Regions from separate parts of the Zea mays genome. Here region 2 is linked to region 1. The links are chromatin contacts, called in public Hi-C maps. All regions are on one chromosome and are shown on one strand. The core of a region is the stretch at or near the end of the contact, and the rest is flanking DNA. Distances in the headings are between cores, read along the strand shown. Region 1 holds the start of LOC103637435 (protein LAZ1 homolog 2). Region 2 holds the start of LOC100285356 (ABC-type Co2+ transport system, permease component).

Region 1 (5,424 bases), core at 1,910-4,409:
GTAGCTCCTTATTTTGTTGATAAGGATCTTGAGTCGGTTGTATGTTTGCGTCGGCTCCTCGCCCCTTATCATCGCGAATCGTCCGAGCTCGCCCTCCACCAACTCCATCTTGGTGAGTAAGGTGACATCATTCCCCTCATGAGAGATCTTGAGGGTGTCCCAAATCTGCTTGGCATTGTCCAAGCCGCTCACCTTGTGATACTCGTCCCTGCACAAAGAGGCTAGCAACACAGTAGTAGCTTGTACATTTTTATGGATCTGTTCATTAATAAATGAAGGACTATCCGAGCTATCAAATTTCATTCCACTTTCCACAATCTCCCAAATGCTTGGATGGAGAGAAAATAGGTGTGTACGCATTTTGTGACTCCAAAATCCGTAGTCCTCTCCATCAAAGTGAGGAGGCTTGCCAAGTGGAATGGGGAGCAAATGAGCATTTGAGCTGTGTGGAATGCGCGAATAATCAAAAAAGAAGTTTGAGTTAACCGTCTTTTGTTTGTCGTAGTCGTCGTCCTTGTGGGAAGAAGTAGACTCGTCACTGTCGTAGTAGACGATCTCCTTGATACGTCTTGTCTTTTTCTTCTTCCCATCTTTACGTCTGTGGCCCGAGCCAGAGTCGTTGGATTTGTCATCTTTTGGCTCGTTGACGAAGGACTCCTTTTCCTTGTCGTTGATCACGATTCCCTTCCCCTTAGGATCCATCTCTTCGGGCGGTTAGTCCCTTTCTTGAAGAGAACGGCTCTGATACCAATTGAGAGCACCTAGAGGGGGGGGGGTGAATAGGTGATCCTGTAAAAACTTAAACTTATAGCCACAAAAACTTGTTAAGGGTTAGCACAATAATTGCCAAGTGGCTAAAGAGGAGATCTTGCACAATACGACAATCACAAAGAATTCAACACAGAGAAGACACGGTGATTTATCCCGTGGTTCGGCCAAGTACAAAACTTGCCTACTCCACGTTGTGGCGTCCCAACGGACGAGGGTTGCAATCACCCCTCTCAAGCGGTCCAAAGACCCACTTGAATACCACTGTGTTTTGCCTTGCTTATCTTTATCCCACTCGCGAGGAATCTCCACAAATTGGAGTCTCTCGTCCTTACACTTAAGATTCACAAAGAAGCACGGAGTAAGGGAGGGAAGCAACACACACAAATCCACAGCGAAATGCGCACACACACGGCCAAGAATCGAGCTCAAAGACTATCTCAAAGTTCTCACAAGAACGGAGCTCGAATCACTTAGAATGACAATCGGATGCACAAAGACTGAGTGTGGATGATCAAGAATGCTCTAAGGTTGCTTGGTGTATCCCTCCATGCGCCTAGGGGTCCCTTTTATAGCCCCAAGGCAGCTAGGAGCCGTTGAGAACAAATCTGGAAGGCCATCTTTGCCTTCTGTCGTCGGGCGCACCGGACAGTCCGGTGCACACCGGACAGTGTCCGGTGCCCGATTCCTTTCCTTAATTGGCGAAGCCGACCGTTGCAGATCTGGGAGCCGTTGGCGCACCGGACATGTCCGGTGCACACCGGACAGTCCGGTGCCCCCTTCCGACCGTTGGCTCGGCCACGTGTCCCGCGCAGATCGCGCGGCCGACCGTTGGCCCGGCCGACAGTTGGCTCACCGGACAGTCCGGTGAATTTTAGCCGTACGCCGTCGGTGAATTCCCGAGAGCGACCACTTCGCTCGAGGCAACCTGGCGCACCGGACACTGTCCGGTGCACCACCGGACAGTCCGGTGCCCCAGACCGAACCAGCCTTTTGGCTGTACACAGCCAACTCTTCTCTTTTCTTCTTCTTTCTGTTTCTAACACTTAGACAAATATATTAGTACACAAAACCAATGTACTAAGACTTAGAAACATACCTTTGCTCTTGATTTGCACTTTGTTCACCCATGGGCATAGATTCATATTTAAACACTTGTGTTGACACTCAATCACCAAAATACTTAGAAATGGCCCAAGGGCACATTTCCCTTTCACAGTGTCCGGTGCTCCAAGGAAGAGCGGCCTCAGGAACTCGCCAGCCTCGGGAATTCGCTTCGGCTGCTCCGCTATAATTCACCGGACATGTCCGGTGTACACCGGACTGTCCGGTGTAACAACGGGGCAACGGCTACTTCAGGCGCCAACGGCTACCTGCAGCGCATTTATTGCGCGCCAGCGCGCGCAGAGGTCAGGCACGCCCATGCTGGCGCACCGGACATTCTACAGTACATGTCAAGTGCGCCACCGGACATCCAGGCGGGCCCAGAAGTCAGAGCTCCAACGGTCAGAACCCAACGGCTCTGGTGACGTGGCTGTCGCACCGGACATGTCCGGTGCGCCATTCGACAGACAGCCTCACAAAACGGCTAGTTTGGTGGTTGGGGCTATAAATACCCCCAACCACCCACCATTCATGGTATCCAAGTTTTCACACTTCCAACCATTTACAAGTGCTAGGCATTCAATTCTAGACACACTCAAGAGATCAAATCCTCTCCCAAATTCCACACAAAGCTTTAGTGACTAGTGAGAGAGATTTGCTTGTGTTCTTTCGAGCTCTTGCGCTTCGATTGCTTTCTTATTTCTTGATTCTTTCTTGCGATCAAACTCACTTGTAATTGAGGCAAGAGACACCAATCTTGTGGTGGTCCTTGTAGGAACATTGTGTTCCAAGTGATTGAGAAGAGAAAGCTCACTCGGTCCGAGGGACCGTTTGAGAGAGGGAATGGGTTGAAAAAGACCCGGCCTTTGTGGCCTCCTCAACGTGGAGTAGGTTTGAGAGAACCGAACCTCGGTAAAACAAATCCGCGTGTCTCACTTCACTATTCGCTTGCGATTTGTTTTGCACCCTCTCTCGCGGACTCTATTATATTTCTAACGCTAACCCGACTTGTAGTTGTGTTTATATTTGTAAATTTCAGTTTCACCCTATTCACCCCCTTCTAGGCGACTTTCAGTAAGGGCCACGACGTCGGCTACGGACCCCGACCGGGCTGTCCGCGTGGAGCAGGCCGTGCCGTGCCGGCCCACGTGCCTGGCCAGCGGCCCAGACACGGCCTGCTCCACTGGGCCGTGCCAGCCCGGACCCATCCCATACATGCCGGGCCGGGCGCGAACCGGGCCAAAAAAAAAACGGGCCTCGGGCCGGGTTAACGGGCCCGTGCCTCATGTACATCTATAGTCGTCGTGTCCTCATTCAGCCGTGCAGCCAGTGGCGGTGGACCGGAGATCTCCCTCCGCTCCAGCTCCGATTGGTAAGGATACCCCTCTTGTACTTGCGTGGATGCGTTGTTCGTCTCCTTCTCTCCCTGCCGCCGCCACTCGAATCCATTAATTGTCCCCTCTGTTTATATTTTTTGTTGGGGGTATTTGAACTCCAATCTGTCCAACATGTGGCGGGCTCAATTCACTTGCCGCGCCGCGGAGTACTTGATCTGCAGATGATCCCCCCACCCAACTTCTTCCGCCAAGTGTTACTCGGGTGTTCCCTCCCCTCCCCTGTGGCCTGAGAGCTGTGCTGCAGAGCCCAAGAGAAGTCGTTGGTGCAGACAGCCTTGGATTGGATGTGGAATGAGGCGATGGCATCTGACGGATCATCATCCTCTACCTTCCGGGGGTTGTACGGCAACGTCCACGGCCCGGCGGTGCTCACTGGCGCGCCGTTCGCGCTCGTGGCGCTCCTCATCTCGCTCTGGCTCATCCTGCAGCACCTCAGATCCTACAGCGATCCAGCTGTAAGTAACTAACTGATGTTCATAGGGATGGCTTGTTTGTTGTTATCCGTGCGTGCTGCTGGACGATTGTGCTGATGCACTCTCCTGCATGCTGGAATCCTGCAGGAACAGAAGTGGATCATAGCTGTGCTGTTCATGGTGCCTGTTTATGCCTGCGAATCGGTAAGCACTAGCAGCTAGCGGGTTTGTACGTAGTTTGCAACCCATCAATCTTGAGTTCTTGACATGAATTGATATCCAATTTCCTCCTTCCAGATAATCTCACTGTGGAACTCGAAGCTCTCTCTGGCCTGTGATATATTACGGAATTGTTACGAAGCCTTTGCTCTGTACGCCTTCGGACGATACTTGGTGGCTTGCCTTGGTATGTAAAGCAGCTGCACAGTAATAATCTGCATATATATATATATATAATCACAGAATCTTTTCCGTTAGTCCTCTAGAGGGATCGAATCGCTGTAGTGTAATCTTGTGATGATCACTGATCAGCTACGTACACATCTATGCTCTCCCCACAGCTAGAGTACTGGGCTATATTGTCACAGAATCTTTTCCGTTACGGCCTATATTGTCAACACGCTTGCGGTATCTATTGGGCCCTCAAACTGGAGTACTGGGCTACCTCGTAGAATTGAGAGACGGATAGAGATGTACACAAAAAAAGGTGTCGTGCAGTAGTACACTCGACGGCCCAATAGGATCTCTGGTCAGCCCAGTCCTCTTATAGGCCGGAGTACTGTACTCATCTGTATTTGGGTATCCCATCGTTTATAGGCCGGAGAAAATTGGGGAAAAGTTGTGTAGGTATTGAGAAACCCTAAGGCCTGGTTTGATATAAAGAATTTAGAGAGGATCCACGTGAAGAAAATCATTTGTTTTGAATAACCCTAAGGGCTAGTTTGCAAATCATATTTTTTCACAGGATTTTCAATTTTTAAGAGAAATTAGTTCATTTTTCCTTGGAAAAATAAGAATCCTTTGGAAAATGTAATTACCAAACTAGTCCTAAAATTGAACTAATTTCTCTTGAAAAATAAAAATCCATTATAAAAATGGAGATATCAAACTAGCCCTAGGACTGTTACATAATTTATATAAAGATGATCATTTGGGGAAAAAAATATAGCTTTCACATGCGTTGGATGCTTATGTAGATACGTATGTGATATAAATATAATGATAGAGACCACGATTACTTCGTGAGGTTAGTTTCCATCTAAGGCTTTGTTCGATTAATATCATTACCTATGGATTGGATGTGATTGAAAAATTAAGAAAGAGTTTGACTTACTTAGGATGATTTAAACTCACACAATCTCACTCAATCCACATGGATCGAGAGCTAACCGAACAAGCTCTAATTATGACGAGCTAGCGCATAGCAATACAATTAATGCCCGGGGCTTCACTGTTTTTTGTCCGTTGAAGTTTTCCGTCTGGGTTTCGAGAGGCCATGTACTTAAGGCATCTTTGCCTAAAGACAGAGTCTGCTCCTAGGCATCTGATTCTCTAGGTGGACAACTCCTATTTACTTAACTGTGTATGTGACGCTAAGCCTGCATCTGCAGATGCAGGGTTTGCCAAAAAATCACCTCTCCAGACTGCATAGACTGCATGCGTAGGTACCCTAGGTACCTAGGATCGTTCCGTTTCTAGCGAGCCATGCTCACACGACTTAGACCACACTCGGCCACCTAATT
Region 2 (5,424 bases), core at 1,929-4,428, 230 kb before region 1:
CCTCGCCGTCTGCCTCTGCCGCCGCTGCAGCCGGCGCCGCGCACCGCGCCTGGCCCCGTGCCCGCATCGGCCCGGCGCCAGCAAGTCCCTCAAGCACCGCGTGCATGCGCACCATCAAGCAGCGACAATGCCGCCGCTCCCGCCGCCGGCCAACAAGGACGCCGAGGAGGCTGCCGCTCGCTGGCGCCCCGCTTCGTTCGAACAGCCGCCGATCCAGGCCATCAAGGCGGAGCAGAAGGCGCCGCTGATCCTCGCGGAGCATTTCGCGAATTCGACGAGCGGCGAGAGCACCGCGAGCGACCAGGGCGGCAGCGATGCGGAGGTTCCAGAGGCGGCGCGGCGCGGGTGGGGCCGGCGGTACACGCGCCGCGAGATGGAGGAGGCCACGGGCGGGCTCGCCGCCGCCAACATGGTGGGCGAAGGCGGGTACGGCGTCGTGTTCAGGGGCGTGCTCCGCGACGGCACCGCCGTCGCCATCAAAAACCTCCACAACAACAGGTTGGCTTCTTCCCTCCGCTTCAGGATTTGTTCGGTTGGATCCGAACTCCGAAGCGTGAGCAGAAACTACACGCAAAGCTTTTCTAGTCTGGTCGCGATCGTATTTTTCAGTTTTTTTGCTTGCTGGATCTGATGCTGAAAAACCTCTCGTTTCATTTTTTTTAAAAAAGAAAAGTTTATTATCACCAAATATGTGCTTGATGCCCGCGAGAATAGATCGAGGTGGTTGGCACGTTTCGATTTGGATTAAATTGCTTCACGTTTCCTCCTGTGTACACAAACAAATTCAAGTTCTATCCACTCTTCAGATCAGTGTCAGATGAACCGCGTAATTAGCCACGCCAGTGATCGTATGAATCGATCATTTTACAACAAAAAAAAAATCATCAGTTGCTGTATACTTGATCAGGGGTCAGGCCGAGAAAGATTTTCGAATGGAGGTTCAGACAATCGGGCGCGTCCGGCACAAGAACCTGGTGAGTTTGCTCGGCTACTGCAGCGAGGGAGCTTGCAGGTACAGTGCAAATTACCATTACCATTACCATTGTATCTAAACGAGACATGAATGTACCTCATCGGCAGTACGTTGATCCAAAGAGTTGTTGTGTCCCCCCCCCCCCCCCCCCCCCCCCCCCCCCCCCCATCGTCACTTCAGGATGCTTGTTTACGAGTACATGGAGAAGAGTAATCTGGACAAGTGGCTGCACCACGACGACAGCGAAACCAGCTCACTGACCTGGGACATCAGGATGCGCATACTCCTTGGAACGGCCAGAGGGTAAAACAACGCTTTCTTTTTGCTTTTATCCGTACTTCTTCACTACTAGCCTGCCTGCCCTGCCCATCCATCTAATGTCCTCCGGACTGAAATTATGATGGCCAGAAAACGTTAGCACTTTGTTGACACGGCACGGCAGTACTGGTCTTGCTGTTTTAATGGGCATGATTAGGGGGAGTGGCGAGTTGCGTCTGAAAGCAACACTGTCTGCCTGCCCTCTGCTCCTGTGTCCTCTGTAGTACCAGTTTGTCACAGCTGTCGAAACCTGGATTTCTACGCAGACGGAGACACTCATGTACAGTTTGTGAGGTTTCAGGCTGGCCTACCTCCACGAGGGTCTGGAGCCCAAGATAGTTCACCGCGACATCAAGTCCAGCAACATCCTCCTGGACCGGCAGTGGAGCGCCAAGGTGTCGGACTTCGGGCTCGCCAAGCTCCTCTGCTCGGAGAGGTCCTACGTCACCACCCGTGTCGTGGGAACGTTCGGGTCGGTGTCGCTTTTTCTCTGTTTTTTTTTCGCAGGGAGAGAGGGCTGTTGTTTCAGTTCAAGGGAGTTCGTCATCGTCTCCCGCGTGCGTTGCAGGTACGTGGCGCCGGAGTACGCCGAGACCGGGATGTTGAACGAGAGGAGCGACGTCTACAGCTTCGGAGTGCTCGCGATGGAGGTCATGACCGGCAGGACTCCAGTGGACTACACTAGACCAGCCGACGAGGTGGGCTACCACTAATTGGTGTTTGAAAGCATGTGCTACTGCTCGTTAGCTCCATGCATGTGTCCAAACATGCTCTAGATCGCTGCTGCTCTTCTCTCCTCAGGTGAACCTGGTGGAGTGGCTGAAGCGCATGGTCGCCGACCGGAGGGTGGAGGAGGTGCTGGACCCGAGGCTGCCGGAGCCGCCGCCGTCCAAGGCGCTGAAGCGGGCGGTCCTGGCCGCGCTCCGGTGCGTGGACCCGGACGGCAGCCAGAGACCCACGATGGCGCACGTGGTCCATATGCTCGAAGACGACCAGATTCTCAGAGACGTACGGCGATGCCCCGTGTGTGTAATGTCAGGTTGAGCTTCACGGTGTTCTCGCTCTGACAGTGACCGCTTTGAAAATGCCTGCAGGAATTCAAGCTCGCGCGGGATCTGTCTCCTCGGGAGTCGGATAGCTACGAACGCGAACACAGCAGGTGATGGATGGGAGGCAGGGCAGCAGTCTGGGACAGGGACAGGACACTGGGAGGGATGTTAATAATAGCAAGATGTTTTTGGTACAAGTTGAGATCTCTTGCCTTGTAAGATTGTACGTATGTGACACCTTTGGTTAATAACAGGCATACGGTATTCTTGATCATCAACAACAGTGCCACCAGCTAATCCTCCTCCATCAGCCCGCTATGCGTTGCCAGTTGCCACTTTGTGAAGGAAGAACCATCACATGGTGCTGCGCAGTACCTGAATCCGAGCACTATAAGGCCCTGTTCGGTTTCCACTGATTGGAGATCCGGAATAATTCCTAGCCAAATTATTTCTCTCATTTATATAAATTTTGATGAGCTGGAACGAATCTAGGTTTATTCCTATGCAAACGAACGGGCCCTAAACTGAAAAACATGTTCTTTTTTGAGCTGGCCTGGATACTAAAATTTGTCCAGCTTGGGCCTCCTCCCCATACACGGCCCGGACTTGAGCCCCATCTCATATCCTCACATCGCCCTTTTCACTAGCAGCAGGGTCTGCGTTTCCTGACCTGGGATATTTGCTGTGGGTCCGCACGAGATATTTTCCTGTGGGGCCGGCCGATCTGTGTCATGCGAAACCAAAAGGCATTATCTTATCTCCAACGCATGTACTACGCGCCACAGCTCGCTCAAGGCGATAAGGCCATTTATCATCGGCGAAACCACGCACTAAAACACCATACCGCGCGTGAGAGCTCGTCGTCGTTTCCGACGGTGAAGCCACGCGGAGGATAGCCATGGCCGCCTTACTCCACCAAGCGGCTACCCCGACCGCAAAACCACCCCACCGCCCATGGGCTCTCAACTCCACACACAGCCGCCTCTCACCGCTCTCTAAACGACGGCGCGCCCCAGCCATCCGCTCGGCGGCCACGGACAGCAGCTTCAGCTCCGGCGAGACGCCGTCCAAGAAGACCACCCGGAAGGAGAAGCAACAGGAGCGGCGGCGGCAGCAGGACGTGCAGGAACGGCAGCAGCAGCTCCTGGGGATGGAAGAAGCGTCCCTGGCGAAGCAAGACGGCGGCGGCAGCAACGGCGAGGTTGACGACGACGACGAGCTTCCGCAGCCCGTGTTCGACCGCATCCTGCGCCGGATCGCGTTCACGGTGGGCCTTCCCATGGCGTCGGGCGTCGCGCTGCTCAACGTGTACGACGCGCTCAAGCGCGGCCAGGGGGTGGTGGTGCCATCGTGGGTGCCATTGCTGACCATCCTCGTCGCCTTCGGCACGTCGGCGCTGGGTATCGCCTACGGCACGCTGTCGGCTAGCTGGGACCCCGACAAGGAAGGGTCGCTGCTCGGCATCGACGAGGCCCGGGCCAACTGGCCCGTGCTGTGGCAGGAAGAGATTGAGAAGCAGAAGGCAAAGCAGAAGAAGAAATGACCGGCTGGACATGAGACTGAAAATCTTGCGCACCTTGCTACTGATCATGTAATATTCGTTGGGGGTATCGATCCTACCTTTCAGTAAAAAGAAAATATAAATTAGCTGAGTAATACACAAGTACTGAATTTTGAATAGAGAATACTATAATAGCGATTGCTTGTCACACTGTATAATTAAAATACAATAGACACAGCTTACAACAAACAGACAGTAAAAAAACAAACAAACTAAAAAAGACTGCGTTGCGAGTCCATGTCCATGCAGATGCAGTAGAACAGCCAAAACTGAGACTTGGCAAGAGAGACTCAGAGAAGACCTAACCCGAGGATAGCAGTTGGCAGCATAAGCCTAAATTGTTCTATAGAAACAACATAGCCTTAAAATGTTCTCTAAATATAGCATAGCCTTGATGTATTAATCAAGCCACCGAACGACACCATCTTCACTCGGAGCTCCAAGGACCTCAATATAGACCCCAAGTACAGCCTTCAGAAAAAATTAACCACCAGGAAAGGTATAAACAACACATGGAATCAGTGCAAGTAGTTCGTTTCGTCTGACTACTGGGGATATTTGTGTATGTTAAGTTTATCCTGCTTAGAATGGCAAGGATGAATGAACGTACCATAGCATTTTTGCGATTAACAAGTTTGCAGTATTCTGAAAGGCACCCTTCCAGCATCCAGCTCTCACAAACATCAAAAGAATGACTTGCGAAGACGAACTCCATCTTATTATTAGCCTGACAATGCAATAAAAGACAGTCCAACATTTAGAAACATCAACGGCGATCAAATATTTCACTTTAGAAGATGAACACATTTACTTCCCATTCTCTTTTATTTGGCATTTGACAAACTGTCTTGGAAGGTTATTTAGACAAACATGAGATGGCTACATGCCCGTAATGGACTAATTAATCTGCTTTATGTTCCACATTAGATTTGTCTGTCTCATGAATCACCCCCCATTTATTTTGGTTGCCAATTGAACAAAGACGCCTTGTAGACTGTAGTGTACACTAAATGCAGATAAGATATGGGAACTCTGGAGATATCTTTTCAATTCCTAATACACTGAATATGGGGTTATATGCATGGGTAATTAGTAATTTAGTACAAACCAAACATGGTAGCTACGATTCTCAACCTTTTAAGCTTGAAGCTACAAATCAAGTATGATAAAGTGCACATGTACATCATCAAAAACAACAAAAAGGATGAAACAAGGAGAGCAGTTTAGCAGATAGCAACACTACACCTTTTGAACAAATCCTGCAGTCAATTAGATAACTGAGAACATGGAATAAAGGTATTGTTAGACTGTGTGTGGGCCGGCACCACTATTGAGCTGCTGGCCCATTAGGGTTAGGGTTAAGTCTCTATATGTATGTACCCCACTCCTCTATGCAATATATCAAGCACTTACAATATTCTACATGGTATCCAAGGATTAGGGTTAGGCTTTCTCCTACCACCTCCCACACTAGCCGCCGGCTGCTTCCACACCTAGGACCAGCCGCCGCCCCCCGGGAGGCT

Evidence for each region. Hi-C and Micro-C count contacts between places; a contact is called where the count stands out from the background.
Region 2: a contact with region 1 is called in a Hi-C map of tassel, with 5 times the contacts expected there. The contact joins the promoter of LOC100285356 here to the promoter of LOC103637435 in region 1. A contact is called at or near these places in 9 of 25 Hi-C or Micro-C datasets (bundle sheath, ear, endosperm and 3 more).

Annotation. Positions count from the first base shown.
Region 1 is chr1:82,981,111-82,986,534 of Zm-B73-REFERENCE-NAM-5.0, reverse strand. It overlaps LOC103637435 (protein LAZ1 homolog 2), which reads left to right and starts at 3,159. Exons shown (of 5, transcript XM_008659634.3): 1 at 3,159-3,244; 2 at 3,431-3,724; 3 at 3,830-3,886; 4 at 3,980-4,088. The coding sequence starts at 3,554.
Region 2 is chr1:83,212,093-83,217,516 of Zm-B73-REFERENCE-NAM-5.0, reverse strand. It overlaps LOC100285356 (ABC-type Co2+ transport system, permease component), which reads left to right and starts at 3,178. Exons shown (of 1, transcript NM_001158248.2): 1 at 3,178-4,038. The coding sequence starts at 3,239. The coding sequence ends at 3,883. It overlaps LOC103637470 (C-terminal binding protein AN), which reads right to left. Exons shown (of 7, transcript XM_008659655.4): 6 at 4,512-4,628; 7 at 4,008-4,372. The coding sequence ends at 4,301. LOC100384693 reads left to right here. Exons shown (of 6, transcript NM_001177169.2): 1 at 1-498; 2 at 908-1,012; 3 at 1,154-1,276; 4 at 1,593-1,989; 5 at 2,093-2,299; 6 at 2,386-2,616. The coding sequence ends at 2,454.